Linked DNA regions of Mus musculus: all the other regions are linked to region 3. Evidence: chromatin contacts called from public promoter capture Hi-C data. All regions are on one chromosome and are shown on one strand. The core of a region is the stretch at or near the end of the contact, and the rest is flanking DNA. Distances in the headings are between cores, read along the strand shown. Region 1 holds the start of Myh14 (myosin, heavy polypeptide 14). Region 2 holds the start of Ppfia3 (protein tyrosine phosphatase, receptor type, f polypeptide (PTPRF), interacting protein (liprin), alpha 3). Region 3 overlaps Tsks (testis-specific serine kinase substrate).

Region 1 (4,528 bases), core at 1,327-3,826, 280 kb before region 3:
CCGCAAGCCTCCTCAGACCAAGAGTCCAGGCCCAGAACCCCGGAGTGGGATCTCCAGCCCTGTCTCCATTGGACACGGGTGATGTCGAGAGGTTTGCTGCAGCCGTGGGTCGGAAGTGGGGATGTGGGGATTCAGGGAAGTTAACCAAGCCAAGAGGGTGGGCCCAGGGCCTGGCCCCAAATGGCTGAGCCCCAGCCACACACCCCTCCCTCAGGCAGCAGGAATGCGGTGCCAGGACTCATTAGTGTCACTTAGGCAGGTGAGAGCACCTGGGAGGAGCAGACAGAGCTGTGTGGAAAAGGAAAGCAGCCAGGGCCCCGCCCGCCTGGGCAGAGGCTGGGGCAGCACCAAGCTTATGACCTCAGCTAATGGGTGACATAGATCCCGTCCTGCCCCAGCCTCCTCCCTCAGACTCAAGGGGCCAGGACCCACCTTCTTCCCTCAGACACAGGGGTCCTGACCCCAGCTCTCCTCCCTCAGGCCCAGACGTCCAGACCCCAGTTTCTCTCTCAGATTCAGGGGTCCAGAACCCAACCTCTTCCTACAAACCCAGGGGTACTGACCCCAGCCCAGCCTCCTCCCTCAGTCCTAGATTGGTCAGGACCCGGTCCTTTTTCCTCAGACCCTGGGATCCTGGCCCCAGCCCTTCTCCCTCAGGTACAGAAGTCCAGACCTCAGCTTTCCTCCCTCAGGCACACGAGTCCAGACCTCAGCCCTCCTCCTTCAGACACATGAGTCCAGACCTCAGCCCTCCTCCTTCAGACACATGAGTCCAGACCTCAGCCCTCCTCCTTTAGACACTAGGGTCCAGACCTCTGCTCTCCTCGCTCAGACACTGGGTTCCACGCTCAGCTTCTTCCCTCTGACTTGGGGTACCTGGCTCATTATCGCTCTGGGAGCATGGATCCTAACTCCCTCTCGTCCCGACCCAGCGCCCTATGGCATAGCTCCTTTATCCCGCGGATCCCGAGGCTACCTGGGCGCCTGGCGGTAGAGATGGGGAGGCCTCCGAGTCCAGATCCTCTCCAGCACCCAGGTGAGGCCGGCTCTGCGGTCCAGCAAGAGGTGGGGCCTCTCCCGTCAGGAAGGCAGGACCGGGTTCTGACGTCTCCTGACACCTGCCGGGCTGGGCGGGGGGCGGGGCCTGGCACAGCAGCCAGCAAAGATAGAACCTGTTGCCAAGTGGGCGGCTGTGGGCAAAGGTGAAGGGCTGGCACAGAGCCGGACTAAGTATGCTAGGGTTCGAATCTCCCTCCAGCCTTCTGAACCTTCACTTTCTTCGCTAGGAATTGAGGCTCATGAGATCAACAAAAATTATTTGAGGAAAAGGACCCAGGTCTCTGTTCTGTTTTATCGTGGTTTTTTTTTTTTTTTTCTTTCTTTCTTTCTTTCTTAGAATCTCAGTTTCCTGAACCCTGGAAGTGGGATGCCCCAATCCTCAGATATGATGTCAAAATGCTATGCCAGCCTCAGGCTTGGGTCTTCTCCTCAATCGAGAAGGTGATCGAGGAGGAGACATCGGGTGATCATGCCTACGATAAACTTGTGGCTTAAGAGGTGTTAAGAGGTATGGCTTACAGAACAATTTATTTTTGTTTTTTGTTTTTCAGATACAGGGTCTTAAGTAGCCCAGGCTCGCCTGGAACTCATCATGTAGCTGAGGCTGGTCTTGAACTCCTGATTACTATTATGATGTTTAAAAAAAAAAAAAAGCCACAGGGCCAGGCACACCAGGTCCCTGTGTTCCCCACCTCGGTCCAGTCTATATCTTCACTCTCTGTGAGATGGAAACCACACAAACCTACCTCAAATCCATTCTCCTACACTGGAGGGGAGTTTAGTTATACATTAAAGTGCCCATGTCCATTGTGAGGCTTGGTGGCACACTCTTGTCATCGCGGCCCTTGAGAGGCTCAGGCAGGAAGGTTGGGGGTTGAGGTCAACTCGGTCTACACAGTGAGTTCAGAAGCTATCTCCAAAAAAAACAAAAAACACAAAAAAAACAAACAAAAAAAACTCACAAAAAAACAAAAAACCAAAACAAAACAAAAAACCAAAACAACTAACTAAACCAAGTCAAATCAAAACAAACTGGGACACCCAGCCAAACACATCCTTCTCTGTTCCTGTCCCTGCCTGTCGCGACCCCTCTCTCTCTGGTCCACAGCTTTTTCCTCCTCTGACATCTGACACGGTAGTCCTGAGAGCTGGGGAATGGAGACCATGACTCAGGTGTTCTATCATGCAACGTTCCAAGCACTGCCTCAGTTTCCCCTTCTGCAGAACAGACCGTGTGACGCTGTCAGAGATGACCCCAGGCTGTCTGGCACAAGGTGGGAATCCGGGCTGGGTGACTACAACCTTCCCCTTACCTCTCCCTGACCCTGGGGTCGCTTGCACCCAGGGTGAATGTCTTGACCCACCCCTCTCCAAGACCCCCCGCTGTACCCCACCGGCTCCGGCCTCCCCAGGTCTGACAGGCTCTGGCCAACCCTTGGGGCGCACCACGGGGGGGAGGTCCCCGGACACTCACCGGCGCCCAGGGCGGTCCAGAGGCCTCGGCCTGGACAGAAAAGGAGGCGGGGCCTGCAGTGGACGGCCCCACCCACAGGTAGGCATTACAGACCAATCAGCACTTGCTGCGGCCCGCTCAGACCTCGCCCCTGGGGCTCAGTGCTGCCCAATCAAAAAGAGCGGCTGGCGCGCCAGGCCAATCAGAAGTTGGCAAAGCGTGCCAGGCGTGGGAAAAGAACCTGGCCGAGAATGTGCGGCAGTAGGCGGGACCCGGGCCTGATGGCCAGCAGGAAGCACCAATAGAGATGCTTGGGGAGCGGCCAGCAGCTGCTGGTTCAAGGGGACAGGGTGAATGGGCTGCTTTGTAAACAGGCATGAATGGATGCCTTTGTGCGCACCCGTAGGGGGCGGCGGGAGGCCGGAATGCCTGGGTCCCCCGGGAGCCGGCGTGAGGACACACACCAAGAAACTGCTTTTGTAGAGTGCAGACCGTGAGCAGACCCAAAGCAGGTGGATGGGTCAGAATCATTTATTGAGCTCAAAGATGTGTGAAGCGTTTCCACTACGTAATTTCACTAAAGCCTTGAACTTGGTGCGATTGAGACCTTATATGGAGACTCAGTAGAGGGTTAGCCTAGCATGCACGAAGCCCTGGGTTCCACCCAGTCACCTTGCAAAGCAGGAGTGATGGCACCAGAGAATCATTCCAGCCCTGGAGAACTGGAGGTTGGAGGATCAGGAGTTCAAGGTCATCCTACAGCTATGTAAAGATTTCTAGGCCAGCCTAGATTATAGGAGACCCTGTCTCAGAAAACAAAGCAAAAACCCCAACCTCATCTGGAGGACCACACCTACCATCCTAGCTAGCATTGCCGGGCTGAGGCAGGAGGACTGCAATGAGTTGAGGTCATGGGTTTAAACAAAGTGATTGAGAAACTTAGTGTGACCCTGTCTCAAAGTACAAAAAGAGGGCTTAAGATGTGGCTCAGTTATAGGGCACTTGAGCTATAAAGCACTAAGTTTACATCACCTTACTGCAAAAATAAATAAATCAGCAAACAAACGATAAGTAAATACCAAAGTCCCCAAAGCCCTCACCACATAGATACACTCCACCTTGTCTTCCAACTGCTTAGCTCGTGTTGTTTCATAGTCCCTTAAGCACTTGGGTCTGCCTCAGCTTTGAACAGTCTCCTAAACTTGCTGTTTCCTTGTGTATGTGTGTGAGTGTATGGCTCTCTGTGTGTGTGTGTGTGTGTGTGTGTGTATGGCTTTTTTACCTGCATATATGTATGTGTACTGTGTGCATACAGTGCGGTCGGAGGCCAGAAGAGGATGTCAAATTTCCTGCAACTGGAGTTACAGATGATTCTGAGCTGTCCTGTGGGTACTGGGAATTGAACCCAGGTCCTCTGGAAGAACAGTTTCTGCTCTTAACCACTGAGCCACTGCTGCAGGCCTGCTTCTTTGCTTCGGAGACAGGGTTTCATTCTGCAGCTCTGCCATCCTGGCACTCTATTGTCCATTTGGACATGACAGCTCAGGTGTCTGTAGCCAACCAACCGTACCTGCCAACTACGGATATCATCCACTCCATCAAGGCTAAATCTACCCAGCAACTGGTGATGTCATCATCTGTCTTTACTGGCCTGGTTGCAGAGGCAGCTTCAGTTCTGCTTGCTCAGCCTAAGGGGAGGTGAGACTACCTGCATAACAGAGGATGACTGTGAACTTCTGATCGCTCTGCCTTTGCCGCCTGAGTGTAGGAATGACTGGTATGCACCACCACACATGGCTTAGCAGGCTTTGGTTGCCGGGGATTTTCTCTGATCTGCAAACCCATGCCACTCTAATGCCTGCTAACATTTAGTGAGAACACACACAGTTCTAAGCTCTCACTGTACATTAAATCCCACAACATGGACCCACCAGCTCTATGCATTTGGTCCTGCTGCTGCACACATTTTACAGGCGTGGGCACAGAGACCGGGCTGCCTCAGTGAGATCAATTCCT
Region 2 (4,569 bases), core at 709-3,208, 410 kb after region 3:
TCATGGCCTTGAAGTGGATCACATGCCTTGGTGAGGACGGAACAGGCACATCATCTGGAAATGTTCTGGAACTTAGGATCTTGAACATAACACAGGGAAAGGACACATTTTTAACTAGAAGTGCAGAAAGACAGCTGCCTGGTTCCAAATAACCTCGTGAACCTTGATCCCAAAACACACCTGGAGGAAAGGATGGCTGTTTGGTACTTGGAGTATGAGACATCAGATATTACCATATGGGTCTCTAGAGGCAATGAGATGCCAGAAATATCCAGCTTTGGGGGAGAGGAGACTCTGCAAGTCTAGCACCTGAGATGATAGAGCAGATGATAAGTGCTCGTTAAAGCCATGGGAGATGTGAAGTTGAGGCCACCAAGACATGAAGATGGGAGTGGAATGCAGAGCCAAGGTCCAGACTTTTGAATCTACCTAGGGGTGAAGAAACTTAGAGCCTGACTGTTTGGTGGGAGTGTAAGCCTGGGTGGGTGGTCTGATGGACAGGACACTCACCACTGTCAGAGATTCTGGGTCCCTGAGATGAGTGTTTGTTCAGGTGGAGGTTATAAGATGGGGGTGAGACACTTAGATCTCCAAGGGGGAGTGAGGACAGAAGCAGAGGAATTGCATTCCAGGTCTTTGAAAAGAAGTCATGGCGCCTGAGTCTATAAGGCAGCAAGCAGGTGCTGGTGTACCAAGAGGCTGGTCATATTTGTCTGCGGAGGGCAGGGGGGAGCTGTTAAAGTAGGTGCTAAGTGGGGAGGTGGGGGCAAAGGCTAGGAAACTGGATTCCCCGGGTGCTGAATAAGGTGACAGTGATTAGTCAGGGCCAGCAGATATATGGACACTAACAGCTTTTCAGAACCAGGTGGGAGCGGGAGGCTCCATGCCAAGGTTTCTAAGTGGCCTGGGCAGGGACATTCACAAGCTCTATGTAAGTGAAGCAGCTAGAGTCCCAGAAAGCTAGAGTGCCTAAAGATGGGCCTGAGAGCCCTGCGGCCCATCTGGGAGGGGGGCGCCGGGGAACCCCAGGTCAAAGGCGCGGTGAGGGGGAGGAATCCCCACACCACCTGCACCCCCCTCCTCCCTAGCGGCCGTGGAAGGAGATGGGGGAGGCGAGGCTACCGAGAGCTGACCATGGACAGCTCCGGCGCGGGCCTGTGTCCAGGGCGAGCCGGCCTGGACCGAGGAACGTCTCCGGTTGATTCAACCAGAAGGTGGGGGACGCAAATGGGGGAACGATTTGGACGCAATGGAGGAAGCCCCACAGCGGTGACCAGGGTCTGGAGCTCCCAGGACTGGGCCCAGAGGATGGATCTAGACTGAGGGATCCCCTGGGCTGAGCTGAGGGATCCAGGCTTCTGGGCCCTGGAGGAGGCACAAGGAGGTAGCCCGCCTGAGATACTAGGGTTCGGCGGGGCACTCTCAGCTCCGGGAAGGGACACGCCTGGGTCTCTTGGGTTGGCTTGTGAAATCTGGACTCTGGGTTCCCTTGGGATGAAGATGGGAATGTAGGATTTCGGGCAAGCTGGTCGGAAACGCTAGCCCAGGGGTCCCCAGGGTGGGCGCTGCCGGGCAAGCTGGGCCGGGCTCTTACCTACCTGGTCCGCGACGACTGCGGGAGGAGCTGGGCTGCAGGAGGGACGCGGGGTGGGGTAGGGGCACCGGGCGGGGCCCCTGGCGGCGGCCGGGGCCCGGATCTGGAGCTCTGGAACCCTGTCTACGCCGCTAGCGCGGGCTCAGCGTCTCTTGCTCCGGCTCCAGCGCTGGGGACCCCCCTCCCCCTCACGGTCTCACAGCCTTCTTACTCCCTAAAATAGCCCCCTGCCCTTGTCACCGTACAGCCTCCCCCCGCGAGGCCGCAGTCGCCAGATCCAGGGGTGCCCACCAGCGCCCCCCCAAATCCCACCTTCTCCCCCCCCAAAAAATTCTCCTCCCTCCCCCTCCCCCCCCACAGATCCCGGGCGGTCGTGGCCCCTTTAACAGAAGACTGACGGACGGTGCTGAATGGCCAATGAGAATTGGCCTCCGTGCCGGCCGGCGACCAGACCCCGCCTCCACATCGGGAGGGAGGGGCCGCGCGGGCGGAGAGCTGGGGGCGGGACTCATGGTGCAGCGACCAATAGGCATGCAGCGTGCGGCGGCCTGGGAGGGAGGCGGAGCCCGGCAGAGGATGATGTCACCTGAATCTAGTAGCGCGCAGCATGGAACGCGAGTCGCGACCCCGGGTCCCCACGGCGGCGCGCGTCTCACGGGACACGAGGGTTGGGCGGCGGGATAGGAATTCAACATTCAAGGTGGGATTTTTTTTTTTTAAGACAAGGGCGGCTCCCGGAAGGATGTGCTCGGTTGGAAGGTGAGGCAAGTGGACGACGGGTGGCGAGTGCGTGTTACTCTGCACCCCTGCGCCCGTCTAGGGTACTGCATGCGCCCCACCAACCCGACTCCTACGCAGACGGTGGCACGGCCCGCAAGGGTTCCCCCAGTGGATGGTTCGCTCCGCCCCGCCTACAGAGGCAATGATCAGGCGGCTTCTGCTGGTTTCAAGACTCCCGCGTCCGACTCACTGGAGACCTTGCCAGGCCTTGGCCTTCCGAACCTCTTAAGGGTTGGGGGCAGTGGTCTTTAGTGGTGCTCCCTGGCGCTCACATAGACGCAGCCTTGGGTCGGGCTAGTCTCTGGGACACCGGCCAGCCTCCGCCTTCAGAGCTGCGCGAGCGTTGTCTATCATGGTACACAGACTGGAATGAGCTTGTTCTTAACCTCAGCTTCACTGTCCTCCTCCCCCACAGAGACTATTCCAGGATGCGCGACAGACACACAAGACACTCGGTGAGGGTTAAAGATCTTTAAATAAGGAGCCAGTGACAATAAATAATACTGTACAGGGGAGGAGAAGGAGGGTCCTGGTCTGTGATTTCAGCCTCGAGACTCCAAGGACCTGTGAGGGTGTAGAGAGGGGAGTTTTAGACACAGGGTAGGTTCAGGGGTGGGGTGGGGGAGGGCGCGTAAGATGTTCAATGGTGGGGTTCTGGAGACAACAGTTCAGAAAATCAGGCACAGGGCTTCTGGAGTTGGGGAGCCAGAGGGTCCCAGGGCCTTAGCTACCATGGCAGGAGTCAAAGGTCAGAAAACCCCTGGTGGAGAGCCAGAGATAAATGTTGAAGGCCGCTGTGCTCACTGGCCTGATTTGGGTATCTAAGGTTGGGGAAGGCAGCAGGGAGAGGATGGTGACTGGAGGCTCACGTGTAGCTGTGGTGCTGCTGGCGCCGACGGGCAGATCGCATCTTCTCGAAGCGGGCTTCCATCTCCTCCAGCACCCGAGGAGTGTAGCGCACCACCAGTTTCACTGAGCCCTGTGCAGCCTTCAGGAGTTCCACCGCCTTTTCATGGTGTTCGCCTTCCACACTCTGCAGGGCAGGCCTCGCACAGACTGCTGGCCCAAACCGCTGCCCTTACCACCCTACCCAGGACATGGGACCAGTGGATAGTGACACGGCTGCTGGGGTCAAGTCTCCAAGGCCTCATATCCCTCTAGTGGATCACCAACTTTAGGCACAGCACCCACAACCTAAAAACTGCATGTCAAGATAGCTTTGAGTCCCAGTGTCCTCAATGAACCAGGCCACTGAACCTGTCCCAAAAAAGTCTGTCTACACCCCCTAAGCTTATTGATCTCCTGCCCTCACTGCCCAGGGCCAGAAGCCGGGCTTTTCTGGAGAGACGACCTCCTCGGTGGTGTTTCCTTGGATTCTAATCACTGGGGTTTCAGGATGCTGACTGGCCCAGACATCAGGCAGAGCCAGCCTTTCTCCTCATCTCAGGGACCATCTCTGTTCCGAGCCAGAACCACCCCTCCACATCTTAGTTCAGAGAAGTACCCAACCTTCAACCTCCAAGCCAAATATTCCTCCTGAAAACAACTGCCATCTTCTACACTGGGCTGCTATCCTAGCTAGGCTCTCTGAAGTCCTTGAGGGTCAGCAGTGTACCCCACAGTGCTGTCTCCAAAGGCTGTGTTCCCTGTGTAGAGGGAATGTGACCGTCCAGGGCTGCCTTACGGACACTACCAACCCCACTCACCACACCATTCACAGACAGCAGCTGGTCTCCCCTCTTGAGGCCACCATGGCGATCAGCCACGCCCCCAGGGATGACTCGAGAGATATAGATGGGTGAGTTCTGCTCCTTGCCACCCATGATGTTGAAGCCCAAACCCTCATCAGTCTTCGGTAGTTCCACGACCCTGGGATGTGCGTGGCCCTCACTGGCCGTGAAAGCAGCCACTGTGGCCTGGAAGAGAGAAGACGCCTCAATGAGAGAGACCCTCTTTGAGACATGGGCACTCCAGCCAGCGTAGCCGCAAAGATCAAGTAGGGGAACCCTGACACAGCTCAACAGGAGGCTACCCTATACTGACTCCGACCTGTGAGAACCCTTGCTTTCTTCCGAAAGTCAGGGAGAAGGGCATCCTTAGTACTTAACACCTGCCAATCTTGTTCTCAGACAAATGGAAACAAGTGCCCCCCCCACCTCGGGGGTGGGGTGGGGTGATAGGGATCAGGTGTAAAT
Region 3 (4,687 bases), core at 164-2,663:
CACCAGAGTGGGGTCAACAGTGGATTGGTACGTGCCAAAGACTCCATCACCAGCTTGAAGGAAAAGACCACGCGGGTTAATCAGCACGTTCAGACTCTGCAGGTATGATACTTAAGGATCCCTGTGGCCTCTTCCTCCAGAACTAAGTTCTCGTCTTTGTAGCCACCTTTCTCCATTGTGCCGGCCCTCCGGAAGCTAAGAGCCTGCTCCCCTGTATAAGCTTTAACCCCGCCTTTGTGTAACCCTGTCTCCCTTCCATGGTCAAGAGCGAGTGCTCTGTGCTGAGTGAGAATCTGGAAAGAAGACGGCAGGAGGCAGAAGAGTTGGAGGGGTACTGCAGTCAGTTGAAGGTGAGCCGCTGTGGAAGGAATGGCTTGGGGAGAAAGTGATGAGAAAAGCGGGGACCGTGGAGGGCTTGGGATGTGGCTCAGTGGGCAGAGGGCTTTGCCTAGCATTCAGGAAACCCCGGGTTCAGGCTTGAGTGTGGTAGCACACCTTTGATCTCAGAACTTGGAAGTACAAGATTCTTTTCAGCTATATAACGACTTGGAAACCGGGGTACATGAGACCCTCTCGTGGCTATCAAAAAATGTCACTCTCTTCTGGCCTTCATGGGCACTGCCTGCGCTGTTGCACATATACATATGTATATTCATATACACAGGCAAAATACCCATTCATATAAGATTTTTTTTTTCAAGACAGGGTTTCTCTTTATAACCCTGGCTGTCCTGGAACTAACTCTGGAGACCAGGCTGGTCTCAAATTCATAAATCCGCCTGCGTCTGCCTCCCAAGTGCTGGGATTAAAGGCATGCGCGCCGCGGCCGCCGCCACCATCACCTCCCGGCTCATAAGACGTTTTCAAAAAAAAAAAAAATCTATTGAATTTTTAAATTTAAAACAAAAAGAGCACAGGAGAAGCGGGATGGTCAAAGGGGTACTGCAGTACGGGCTTGGTTAGGAAGGAAGCTTGGTTGGGAAGTGGGTGCGTCCTACATAGGGCAGGTGCGATGCAAAAAAAGAGGCTGAAGGTGGGGGGCAGAACCGGAATGGGAAGGCAGGGCCCCCGCCCTGATGTCCTGACCCAGGAGAACTGCCGCAAGGTGACCCGTTCAGTGGAAGACGCTGAAATCAAAACCAATGTCCTGAAGCAGAACTCTGCCTTGCTGGAGGTACGAGGGTGTGGAGGGTCCCAAACTAGTGAGAAGTTTGGGTGGAGTCTCGGGATGGAGGTTGGAGGAGCTATGGTGGACAAGGACAGGGGTGTAGAGGCTCCAGAGCCTTCAGTGAACTGAGGAGGGTTTGGGACCTGGCTGAAGGAGTTGGCTCTCAGGGGAAGGAGGGGCCCATCCCACGGGAGGAGCCAAAAGGGCTCGCTGGGTGGGACCAGGGTGGAGCCTGAGGAAGCTTAGTTATTCAAGGGTGTAGCCTGAAACGACTGGGTAGGCCGGGTCTAGTCTAGAATGAAGACTTGCTGCTAGCTCACTTTCCAACGGAACGCCGAGAAAGCTTGTCGCGGTCCCTAAGAGGCAGGGGCTGATTTTAGGCAGGCAGGGCAGGAGAAGGGAGTGATAGGTTGCCTGCCACTACAGAGTTTAGAGTAAATGTTATCTCCTCTCCTAAAGACAAGCAGGAGTTCAGTTACACTGCACGCGTACTTCCCAACTATCCTCTCTCTACACTACTTTGCAATCTCGGGGATCCATGGGGTGTAGTTAGCTGCAGGTGGTAAGGTGCCGAACACCTTGATTCGTTGCCCTCCCTTGCTCAGGAGAAGCTAAGATACCTCCAGCAGCAACTGCAGGATGAGACGCCCCGGAGACAGGAGGCCGAGTTGCAGGAGTTGGAGCAAAAACTGGAGGCTGGCCTCTCCCGACATGGTCTGAGCCCTGCCACTCCCATTCAGGGCTGCTCGGGTCCTCCTGGCAGCCCCGAGGAACCCCCGCGGCAGCGAGGCCTGTCCTCCAGTGGCTGGGGCATGGCAGTCCGCACAGGGGAGGGACCCTCGCTGAGCGAGCAGGAGTTGCAGAAGGTCTCCACCGGCCTGGAGGAGCTGAGGTGGGCGGGACTGAAGGAAATTGGTGGATCAGGCCGTAGGTGGAACAAAGGGCGGGAGCTAGGAGGAGCTTGGAGCCTGCGTGGGCGGGGTTTGTTTGCGGTTGGGTGGACCGGACAGAGTAAATCCTTGAGGGGTAGTGGTGGATGAGAATTGGAAGAGCTTGATGTGGGCGGGGCTTAGGGGAGCTAAACGTGTGAGCACAGAAGCAGAACCTAGATGAGGATTGGGTGATAGCATAGGTGGTACCGGGCTAACTTCGTACACTCAAAAAAGGAAAAGAGGTGGGGTGGGGGACGCAAAGTGGTGCATTCTTTTAATACCAGCACTGGGAGACAGAGGCTGAAGGATCTTTGTGAGTTCGATGCCAGCCTAGTCTACAAAGAGAATGCCAGCACAACCTGGACTACAATAAACAAGAATGTCTTTTTTGTTTGTTTTCGAGACAGGATTTATCTGTGCAGCCCTGGCTGTCCTGGAACTCACTCTGTAGATCAGGCTGGCCCTCAAACTCACAGAGGTCTGCCTGCCTCTGCCTCCCAAGTGCTAGGATTAAAGGTGTCACTCACCACCAACCGGCAACAGACCCTGTCTTAAAAACCAAAACAAGGCCAGGTGGGTCCCACTTGGGAGGCAGAGGCAGGTGAATTTCTGAGTTCGAGGTCAGCCTGGTCTACAGAGTGAGTTCCAGGACAGCCAAGGCTACACAGAGAAACCCTGTCTCAAAAAAAAAAAAAAAAAAAAAAAAAAAAAAAAAAAAAAGAAAGAAAGAAAGAAAGAAAAGAAAAGAAAAAAAAAAACCCAAAACAAAAAAAGTAAAGAAAAAAATGTTGGTGATCTATTTGGGGCGAGGTCGACGATAGCATGCATAGTCAACTCTTATACCCAACCCTTTCTTCCCTTCTGATCCTCGCAGGAGGGAGGTGTCCTCGCTGGCAGCCCGGTGGCATCAGGAGGAGGGGGCAGTGCAGGAGGCCCTGAGGTTGCTGGGAGGCCTTGGCGGCCGTCTGGATGGCTTCCTGGGCCAGTGGGAGCGGGCGCAGCGGGAACAGGCACAGTCCGCAAGGGGCTTGCAGGAGCTGCGAGGACGAGCAGATGAGTTGTGCACTATGTAAGGGCTCAGCAGGTGCTGAAGGGATGTGGGCTCCATGGGAAAGAAGTAATCGGAGGGTGGATCCTTGAGGGAAAAGGCTTGAGCAGTGGGCTAAGTGACCCAGTGAGAGGCTGGCAGTGTGGCTCAACCCCTGCTATGGGTTAAGGGCTTAGCTTTGAAGCTGAGTCCCTGCTTGAGATCCACCCGTAGGGAATGGGAGCTTGGCTCGGCATTTGCCTAGCAGAAGCTCTGGCTTCTATCCCCAGTGGAGTTAGACAGACCCATCCAAGCCAGGCCGTGCAGGTCTATAGTATTAAGAGGAGGACTTTCCGGTGCTGGGATAATACTGAATATTGCAAGTTATCCACATTGGTTGCTCTCCTGCCTCAGGGTGGAGAGGTCAGCAGTGTCTGTCGCCTCACTGAGGAGTGAACTGGAGGCACTGGGCCCAGTAAAACCCATTCTGGAGGAGCTGGGACGGCAACTTCAGAACTCCCGGAGGGGAGCTGACCATGTCTTGAACTTGGATCGGTCTGCCCAAGGCCCCTGTGCGCGCTGTGCCAGGTATGGGGAGGGGTAATGCCTACATTGCAGATCACATTTAGGACATGTGTGATCACACATTGTCATTGTGAGAGATGGATTCCCGTGGGATGCAGAATGAGAGCCCGGTTGCATTGTGGGAACAACTTTTCCACCCTTCCCACATGGTAAGAATTGGCTTCTTGTGGAGAGCAAAGATTAGATGCACTGGTATTTGAAACTTGGTGCATTTCCAGCACACTGTGGGAAGGCTGGGTTCTCTGCAACATAACACCAGGGGCACAGTTAGGAAAGTGTTTGTACTGGTCAGTCTAGCTGAATCAAGGAACTCCTGTCCAAAAAAAAAAAAGAGAGAGAGACTCTTTTTGTTGTTGTTGTTGTTTGTTTTTTGATTTTTTGAGACAGGGTTTCTCTGTATAGCCCTGGCTGTCCTGGAACTCACTTTGTAGACCAGGCTGGCCTTGAACTCAGAAATCCACCTGCCTCTGCCTTCCGAGTGCTGGGATTGAAGGCATGCACCACCACGACCGGCTAAGAGAGACTGTCTTAAAAAATAAGGTAGAAGGCCGGGCATGATGGCAAACGCCTTTAGTCCCAGCACTCGTACTCGGGAGGCAGAGGCAGGCAGATTTCTGAGTTCGAGGCCAGCCTGGTCTACAAAGTGAGTTCCAGAACAGCCAGGGCTATACAGAGAAACCCTGTCTCGAACCCCCCCACCCCCCAAAAAAGAAAGTTGGCTCAGTGGATAAAAGTGTTCTGACAGCCGGACAAACTTACAACCTCTGTATCCCAGCGTGGGAGGAGAGGGAATCCATTCCTGATAGTTGTCCTCCAGCCTCCACACTTAGGTGCCCACATTCTCTCACACAATAATAATTAAAAATGTGGTGGAGAGGGCTGGAGAGATGACTCGGTGGCTAAGAGGGCTGGCTGCTCTTCCAGAGGACACAGGTCCATTCCCAGCTCCCACACATGGTGGTTCACAACTGCCAC

Evidence for each region. Promoter capture Hi-C pulls out the DNA fragments that hold promoters and counts their contacts.
Region 1: a promoter capture Hi-C map of stem cell-derived epiblast-like cells shows a contact between it and region 3, with 2.5 times the contacts expected there. The contact joins the promoter of Myh14 here to the enhancer-like site in region 3. A contact is called at or near these places in 5 of 39 promoter capture datasets (cranial neural crest, embryonic stem cells, pre-B cells and 1 more), 1 of 15 datasets of contacts at CTCF or cohesin (embryonic stem cells), 1 of 484 Hi-C or Micro-C datasets (embryonic stem cells), 1 of 115 datasets of contacts at active chromatin or transcription factors (embryonic stem cells) and 2 of 9 other capture datasets (embryonic stem cells and liver).
Region 2: a contact with region 3 is called in a promoter capture Hi-C map of liver, with 2.1 times the contacts expected there. The contact joins the promoter of Ppfia3 here to the enhancer-like site in region 3. A contact is called at or near these places in 3 of 39 promoter capture datasets (cranial neural crest and liver), 2 of 115 datasets of contacts at active chromatin or transcription factors (microglia and pancreatic cancer cells) and 2 of 9 other capture datasets (adipose tissue and liver).

Annotation. Positions count from the first base shown.
Region 1 is chr7:44,668,267-44,672,794 of GRCm38.p6, forward strand. It overlaps Myh14 (myosin, heavy polypeptide 14), which reads right to left and starts at 2,577. Exons shown (of 42, transcript NM_001271540.1): 1 at 2,534-2,577. 2310016G11Rik (RIKEN cDNA 2310016G11 gene) reads left to right here. Exons shown (of 5, transcript NR_152106.1): 1 at 1-91; 2 at 933-1,036; 3 at 1,397-1,567; 4 at 2,168-2,333.
Region 2 is chr7:45,365,061-45,369,629 of GRCm38.p6, forward strand. Ppfia3 (protein tyrosine phosphatase, receptor type, f polypeptide (PTPRF), interacting protein (liprin), alpha 3) reads right to left here and starts at 1,959. Exons shown (of 30, transcript NM_029741.2): 1 at 1,599-1,959. Lin7b (lin-7 homolog B (C. elegans)) reads right to left here. Exons shown (of 6, transcript NM_011698.1): 4 at 4,081-4,290; 5 at 3,244-3,407; 6 at 2,831-2,938. The coding sequence ends at 2,917. Mtag2 (metastasis associated gene 2) reads left to right here and starts at 1,101. Exons shown (of 2, transcript NR_015480.2): 1 at 1,101-1,214; 2 at 2,316-2,888.
Region 3 is chr7:44,950,773-44,955,459 of GRCm38.p6, forward strand. Tsks (testis-specific serine kinase substrate) reads left to right here. Exons shown (of 11, transcript NM_011651.2): 3 at 7-102; 4 at 267-350; 5 at 1,064-1,174; 6 at 1,774-2,060; 7 at 2,975-3,169; 8 at 3,542-3,715. Among named protein-coding and RNA genes, the nearest start is that of Tsks, 9.9 kb to the left of the region's middle. Within about 2 kb of position 1,414, at least 261 of the 459 cell types and tissues checked have an H3K27ac peak or open chromatin away from gene starts, as enhancers often do. A contact at or near this core is called in adipose tissue, liver, pancreatic cancer cells and 1 more, where this site is marked.